Regions from separate parts of the Mus musculus genome. Here region 2 is linked to region 1. The links are chromatin contacts, called in public Hi-C maps. All regions are on one chromosome and are shown on one strand. The core of a region is the stretch at or near the end of the contact, and the rest is flanking DNA. Distances in the headings are between cores, read along the strand shown.

The links. A called contact is a pair of places that touch in the nucleus more often than the background predicts.
Region 2: a contact with region 1 is called in a Hi-C map of liver, with 6 times the contacts expected there. The contact joins two enhancer-like sites. A contact is called at or near these places in 8 of 484 Hi-C or Micro-C datasets (adipose-derived mesenchymal stem cells, cumulus cells, liver and 1 more) and 3 of 115 datasets of contacts at active chromatin or transcription factors (embryonic basal ganglia, embryonic hindbrain and pancreatic cancer cells).

Annotation. Positions count from the first base shown.
Region 1 is chr13:28,530,013-28,534,107 of GRCm38.p6, reverse strand. The region is part of intron 7 of 2610307P16Rik (RIKEN cDNA 2610307P16 gene); the gene reads left to right. Among named protein-coding and RNA genes, the nearest start is that of Gm40841, 110 kb to the right of the region's middle. Within about 2 kb of position 2,192, at least 68 of the 459 cell types and tissues checked have an H3K27ac peak or open chromatin away from gene starts, as enhancers often do. A contact at or near this core is called in liver, where this site is marked.
Region 2 is chr13:28,858,368-28,862,462 of GRCm38.p6, reverse strand. All of the region lies in intron 2 of 2610307P16Rik (RIKEN cDNA 2610307P16 gene), which reads left to right. Among named protein-coding and RNA genes, the nearest start is that of 2610307P16Rik, 25 kb to the left of the region's middle. Within about 2 kb of position 1,677, at least 19 of the 459 cell types and tissues checked have an H3K27ac peak or open chromatin away from gene starts, as enhancers often do. A contact at or near this core is called in liver, where this site is marked.

The sequences.
Region 1 (4,095 bases), core at 943-3,442:
TTTTGCCATTGGTTGCAGTGGTCTGTCTAGGGTTTTAATTATGTTGTGGTGATTCCCTTTGCTGCCTGGTATATGGAGTGTTTTTGTCAAGAAGGACATTGGATATTGATTTTTGGTTATTTTATTCTGTATTACTTTTGGGGATCATGTAAAATTTTGTCCTTTTTTCCTATTAATGTCATATATTGTCATGATTGGTTTTAGTGTCTTGAACCATCCTCCATTCCTTTTCCTTTCACCGTGTGACTGAACTGAGTTTGCTAATATTTCATTAGGAATTTTTGGTTTTGTTTTTCTGCATCGATGTCCCTGAGAGACATTGAGCTATAGTTTTCTATTCTACTTCTATCTATATTTCTCTCTTCTTTCTATCTGTAGCCACCCTGTCTGGCTTTGATGTCAGGGTAATATTTAGACAATGATTTAGGAGGTGTCTAAGTTTCCTTCCATTCTTCCTCCTTAAGTCTTTTGAAAAAAAGTCTATAAAACATTGGTATGATTTCATTTTTAGATGTCAGTAGAAGATTGTCCATTAAAAATCTAGTGAGTGTATTAAAAGTAATCAGATTATAGGAACCTTATATTTAGAATAAGAAGAAACTTAGCAGATATAGGAATTCCAGATTTGTTATTTGTAAGCTCGCTCCTTCCTTCCTTCTTTCCTTTCCTCCTTATTTTTAATTATTTCTTCCTTCTTTCCTCTCTGATAATTCTTTGCAGTCAGTACTGTCTTGGTCTTCTGTTCCTCTAAATCCTTACTGCAGGATTGAAGGCTGAGTCTGGCCTGCATTATGTGGCCTGGCCAACTGCCTGTCACTCTCTCATGCTTTAGGAGTTCTGATAAGAACAGTAAGCATTTTCTCACAGCAAATGACTCAGAGTTAAATGTTGTTCCAGATACAAAAGTTGCTTCCCAAAACAGCTATGCTTCATTTGTTTTCAACCATTTTGATCTACTTGTTCCATGTAGATATAAAAATATTAATGCTGATCTTTCTTAGGTCAAGTTTTAAAGACTTTTTTCCCTTTTATCCATCCATCTCTCTGCACTTACAACATGCTCCGAACACTGTAGTCCAATGTAAATATAATACACATCACATGAGTGATTTTAAAGAGAAGAAAAGAAACAGAGACAATCCATTTTAATGGTGTATTTTATTTAACCTAACATGTAAAATGCGATTTCAATATTTAATTAATAGAAATAATTAAAGAGATGATTTAATTTATTTTTCATACATATTTCTTGAAATCTACTGTGTATTTTAAACTGATGATATATCTCTATCATAAGTCCATAAGCTTGGATTGGCCATGTGTCAAGTGCGCAAAGGCCATGTGTCTAGTAACTATTACATTTTAAAGTCTAGAACTAGTTTATTTGGTCCTGAGGATGTAATGTCCAAAAGAGGTCAGCTCTTACCCCTGCCTAGTGGACAGGGCAGATCAATGAAACATTTAATATTGGTGTCGAGTACCTGAGGGGGAACTGAGCACAGAGGATTGGGAGCCCAGAAAATGGGCTCAGAGTCTGACCTGTGAGCCCAGGCCTCTGGCAACAGACACAGATTGTTTCACTAAATCTCATTTCTTTGAAGTTGTCCCCTGTGGGAGGCCACTGAGCTGGAGTTTGGCACAGATCCCAGTCTGTCAAACATTGACTTTTGGCTCATACAAGGAGAGCCATTGGCAAGTTCACATTTACTTACAGGCTCTGCTCTGGCCACAAGTCAATGGGTTGGGATTTCACCATCCCAAATGTGTCTGCCTTTCACTCTGGCTTGCTTTTCGGTCTCTAGGCCAAGCTCTTTTCTGTGCTGCGGACTACTCTTCCACCAGCCATAGCACCTTGTTCCTCTTGTACAGAACCAAGGGAGGGCCTTGGCAGTGTGATGGCAGGGTGGGAAAGCAAAAGAACATGTAGGGCTTCTTCCTTGCTGCATAGGCAAGAAACTCTACCTAAATTCTATGGTCTACAGACAGAAGGAGCTATTACATACACTTAGACTTCCATAGTCTAAGTATATAGTCCAGTTTCATCCTGGAGTCTTTCCCAAGGGCTCTCTGACCGTTAGTGGAAAGATCGATGTTTGGGCTACACGCCACCTTTCCTGTCCTTACCTGCTCACTGCATTTGCCCGTCTTCTCTAGGAGTTACCGAGGCCTCTGATATAGATGGCATGGCTCACGGGGTTAAACAAGTCTGTGCCTCTTCCCCAGACTCCCTGTGTGGGGTAGTGCTAGAGATATGTTTACAGACACCCAGCCAGGAAGTGCCAGGGAAGAGGAGGAGCAGTTTCCACTTAGCCTCCCACCTCTTCTTGGCTTTCCTTTCTGGCATCTCCCTACAGCCCAACGAGGGATGGGAATTTGGCAGGGTGAAAGTATCTCATTGTGCTTCCTCACCCCTCCGTCTTACCTCCCTCCCAAGACTTTTGCACTGTCCAGGTCATTTACCACACAGAGCTTGCAATTTCCTTTCTTAGTGCTGCTGTGGAAGAGGTTGGGAAATGTAATCCTGTCCAGGAGATGAGTGATGCATAGGAAGACAGGGTCAAATGAGGTCAGGGTTCAATGAGGTCCCCAGCTAGGGTTTTACCAATTCTCCCAGGCAGCAATGTGAAGGCCAGCCATGCTGCTCTGATAAGGGGGAGAGGATGGGAACTCTACCTCGCACACCTTTCTCTGTTGATATTAGAGTTAAGGTGGATAGGGAGACTCTGGAAGTCTAAGCATATGTAATAGTTATTTTTGTCTGTGGACCATTGAATTTAGGTAGAGTTTCTTGCCTATGTGGCTAAGAGGTATTTGCCTGGAACAGGGGCTACTTATCAGTGAATTTACAATAGAATAAAATGATCCTCTTGCCCAACGACCACAGATTGACAATAGTCCCTTGTAGAGGGATCTCGTCTCATGGGCCTCTTTCCTGTCCGTGATGAAATGTTTACATTCTCAATCTTGAGTGTGTCTTATGCAGATTACCAAAGATGAAGTCAGTTCATGAGTTGCATCATATCCAGGAGATGTCTTTATGCAGCATGTCTCCCTATTCTCTCTTCTCTCCCTGACATTATTTTCAACACATTCTCCTGTGATGGTCTCTGAACCATGGAGGAAGTGACAACTGTCCCATTTGCTGATGAGCACTGCATCACTACTTATTCTTGTCACTTATAGGTGACAAGATATTGAACACTGTCTACTGTGGTAAGCAGCTTCTCTGACTAAGATTAAGAATAGTACTAGCCTATGGCTATAAGATAGAATATTTAGAGGGTAGTTTGACAACAAGACAATTTAGCCAAAAAGATGGTAGTAGGTCCCCCGTTATGGCCTATGATGGCCATAGCCATGGACTCTCGACAAAATTTACAGAAACAGGCATAAGGTCCTTCCTGTAAAACTGGCCTCAAATCCAGTGGGGTTGATTGGTTGTCCTTATAACGGTCATGCCACTATTGCATCAGAGGGCACAGAATTGCTTATCAGTTACGATTGACAACTGGGTCAAATCGTTGATGACTCCCCGACCCCCAGCAGTCTATGTAACTACTCCTGACGCTATGAAGATGGATGAGGTTCTTAGGAAGAAGCTTCTAGCTGAGCTGTCGTTTGTTTTCTCTGAGTATGGGGTATCTTCAGCATTAGAGCCTTACTGTCAAGGTCCAGGTAGCAACACAGATCTGGGGCAATAACCTTTTAGGATCTCATTGGCCATAGGGAGGTGTTCCACAACTGGCACTGGGGATTTTATTTAATAACCTACAGCTTCCAGGAAGAGCCTTAGTACCCACTCTTAATTCCTTTCAGTTTTTTTTTTTTTTTGTATGTGCATGTGGGTGTGTGTGTACCTGAGTACACATGTATGCAGGAGCCTGCAGAAGTGAAAAGAGAGATTCACTTTTCCTGTACCTGAGTTTCAGACAGGTAGGTGTGTGCTGTTTGATGTGGTTGCTGTGCTGTGCTGGGACCTAAGTACCCTGCCAGAGCAGTGAACACACAACATCACTGAGCCATCTCCCTGGTTTTTTTCAGGTTATGTGTTCAATAACCACATAAAATAGTGGGTTCTTCTATATGGTATATATC
Region 2 (4,095 bases), core at 428-2,927, 330 kb before region 1:
ATGCTTTAATCCTTGTACTAGGGAGGCAGAGGGTTGGTAGGCCTCTGAGAGTTTAAGGCCTGGTCTACATAGCGAGGAGTCCTTGTCCCAAAAGAAACAAGCCAAGCAAGCCTCAGGTGCATCCTCCACTTCTCCAGCTTGTGCTGGTGGCCCAGTTTTCCTTCATCTTTGGTAAGACAGTAGTAGGGAAAGCAGCGCTCGTCCGCCTTTGACTAGAACTTCACTAATCATTTTACAGTTGCCGAGGGTCTTTCAATGAAGCATTGCAGAGGTCAGTCTAGGGGCTCCTTGTGAACCAGGAAATCCCATGAAATGATCCTTTCTCCTAGGTTCCATGGAAATCCTGGGCTCTGTTTAATTCCTTTGTGACTACTTAGGAATTCTAAGTTTCTTCACAATGGTTTTATTTTATTTATTTTTGGCTTCTGAGCATAGGTTTAAGATTCTTGTTTTAGGCTGCATGATGAAGATGACAACCATCGCCATAGTGTTTGGCTTAGAGAGACTTCATTTATCCAACCAATTAATGTAGTCCATTGTTAATTACAACTGTGAATACAGAGACCTGGCCATCAGCCTACTGAGCCATGAGCTCTATTTACTTGTCCGTAAAGCTCCATTAGAAGTTCCTGACAGCAGTGGGCTGATGCATTTAGCACAGATTTTTAAGTGTCTACCTAGAAATGAAGGAAGAGTTGGCTATTCACTTGTATTGGCTAGGCTAATGGTTGTCAAACAGTTCAGTAGATGTCAATATTGGTTGACATTGTAAGGTGGTTTCATCTCGGAAGTGTGTGGCTTGTGACAAGCAAGGGTAGCTGGTCCTGTGGAAGCTGAGTGACTTGCCAAGGAGTGAGTTGCATCTGCAAGGGCTAGAGATGAGTCTTGCTAACTTCACCCTTAAACCTAGTTTGCTGAGAAAGTGTGGAGGAAAATCTCAAGGACAGTCAAAGGGTTGTGATTCAAGATGGCTACAGTCATGCCAAGGGAAATTAATATATTTGCTTTTCTGATTTGGGTGAGATATCCAAGGGAAATTTAAATCCATTTTATGAAATGTTTCAGAATAATCAGGCTGAAATGTCTTGGAAAGGCTCGATTCAACTACTTTGGTCTTTGGATTGACCAGGGATCTATATTTTCAAGTATTTTTCATACAAATGTTGACTATTCACCAGGCAGTGGTGCTGCATGTCTTTTAAACCCTGCACCTGGGAGGCAGGGTCAGGTGGATCTCTGTAAGTCTGAGGCCAGCCTTGTCTATGTAGCATGTTCCACAACAGTCAGGGCTACATAGAGGAACCCTATCTCAAAAAACTAAAACCAAACCAAACCAATACAAACAGCCCTCTCCCGCAAACAAAAGCAAAACAAGAACAACAACAACAAAAAAATGCTGACTATTCTATAAATATTGAGCATTCTAATCCATGTTAAAGTTTTTATAATATAATAAAATTATTTTGTAAAATAATAAAATTGTGAAAACTACATAGATTTTTCAGGTTTTTCTGGACTCATGGAAATGTTGCCACAAAATTTTTTTCTTATTGTTATCAGGAAAATCCCAGATTTTAAAAGTTTTTACTTTGCAATTAATTATTAACTTTTTGTGAGACCAGATTTCTTAATGTGTCCCTGGCTGACCTGGGCTTCCTATGACGATAAGGCTGGCCTTGAACTCATAAGAGATCTGCCTGCTACTTCTTCCCCAGTATTGGACTTAAGGGTATGTGCCATCAAGCCTACCTTATCTACTTAAAAAAAAAAAAATTAAAAGTTATACTTCTTTACTAGCTAGTTCGTTTATGTATTTTGTGGTTTTGTGTCACTCTGCATAGGTGCTAGTGTTGGAGCCTGTCTGTAGAGATTAGAAGACAATTTTTGGGAATTTGTTCTCTCCTTCCACCATGTGGGCCTAAGGATCTAACTCAGCAAAATGTCTTTACCACTAAGCAAACTCACTGGCCTTTCTTTGGGTTAGTTTTGTTTTGTATTTGGTCATAAAAACTTAATGTTAAAAAAGATCTTGAATAGTGATGACTATTGAAATGTCTAGAAGAAAGTGCTGATTTTAGCCAGATTCCCTTCTTTCAGGAAAGAACAATAAGGGTGCAGGCTCTTGGCCAACGTTTGGAGGAAATCGAGTGTGCAGTAATTGCTTCCAACACAGAAATCTCCCCGTGGGGACTGGGATTCTTCTGTGTTCTATGGGATGGTGGCTACTGAATACTAAGAATCGTAAGCCTGAGAACACTTGAAAAGGCTGGCCTGAAACTCCTCATTTGTTACTATAGACCTGACTGCAAACTTGTTAGGGTCTGTTGTTAATTACACGATTTGACATTTCTAGGACTAACCATGGAAGGGGTACTTGCCGGTGAATCACTGCCTGCCTGTGCTGAACTGGCAGCTTCTGTTTATGGTGCTGAAGATGGAGTGAACAGGGCAGTCGCTGTGTTCAGCACTGGTCTTTTTTCGCTACTGTCAACTTGCTGACGCAGCATCTGGATAATACCAGTGGACCCCTGCGCCCCTTCCAAGTGCTTTAAACTTAGACAAATTTATGTTTTACCAAAAGGTTAATTCTGACAAATTATTGGGAATTATTTCTGTTGGATCTGCCGCAGTGAATTCATTCTTTATGATGCATAGGTTGGCGTGTATGTTAGAAGCACGTACTGCATTTTCTGTACCAGGAGGCCCAGGAAGTCATAGTGCGGCAAGACTGTGGCCCTGCTATGGGACTAGATGCCACTACTGAAGATGAGCTGAGGACTTAATGTTCCTATTGAATGACTTGATATTCTAGCATGCCCACCCCCATGTTTATGGCACCTACCCACCCCCTCTGATTCATTCTCTCTCTCTCTCTCTCTCTCTCTCTCTCTCTCTCTCTCTCTCTCTCTCTCTGCTGGAAGGCAATTCTCTATCTTCTGAAAAGAGGGTGTTCTTTCTATACTTGACACACATAATTGTTCTAGCAAAACCAGAACTTTTCTTTGATTGCTGGCTTCTGGTGGATGGCACAAAGGTAGACCTCGAAAATGGGTGGGCAGACTCCCCCTTCCCCAAATCCCAAACCAACAACATCAAACAAAACCAGAAGTAATAAAGCATTGAGCGCGTGGGGAGACACATTACTACATGAAACAGGTAGCTCAAGTCTGGAATTTCAAAGGAAACCTGCTTATTTATTATAGGGTGCTGTGGACAAGCCATGCCTCTGGTGACCAAGCAAGCTGTCCACCACTGAGCTAAAACCCCACCCCTAATGTGCAGTTAGGGTTTAGAGTATGACGTGCTCTGCCTCCAGTACTGGGGCTTGAACCTGGGACTTTGTACATGGTAGGGAAGCACTCTAGAACTGAGCTATATCCAGTCCCAGAAAACTTAAGTCTGGTAGATTCAGGGGGCCTTTGGGGAGCTAATGGTCTGAGAGCATGTGCAGAGGTATCGGGACACTTTCTACAACGAACATAGCAGAGAGCCACAGACCAGATGGCTCTAACAACAGAAGTCTTTCCCGTACTTCTGGTGGCTGCAAGTCCAAGATTTCCTCCAGTGTGTGAGAGTGAAGGCTCTCTTCTGGGTCTCCTTGTGTAGCACATGGCTGGCCTCTGCCTCCCTATTCCTTTCTTTTATAGGAAATGATATCCAAATTCTATTTTCTCACAAATTTGCTATTTTGGATTATGGTTCACTCTTATGATCCCATTTTAGCTTAATTACCCCCTCAACAAGTTTCCTAATTGAATCACAGTCTAAGGTACTGAAAGCTAAACTTGAGCATATGAATTCCTCATTTTTATTTTTTGTAGTGTTGGGATTGAACCTGGGACCTCTTGCATGCTAAGTACTCTATTACTGAGCCCCGTTCTTTTTCTGGCGCCGGGATTTGATGGGACATAGATCAGGTAGTACCATTGTTCAATACTAACTCAATCTCTTTCCTCTTTTCTCTTTTCTTCTAGCTGTCCTTTTAAAAGCATCCAGTAAAGCAAAAGTTCTAAGGGTCTTGTATTTTAACTGATTGACTAACTCACTAACTTGTGTTTGGGGTGTGTGTGTGTGAGTGTGTGTGTGTGTGTGTGT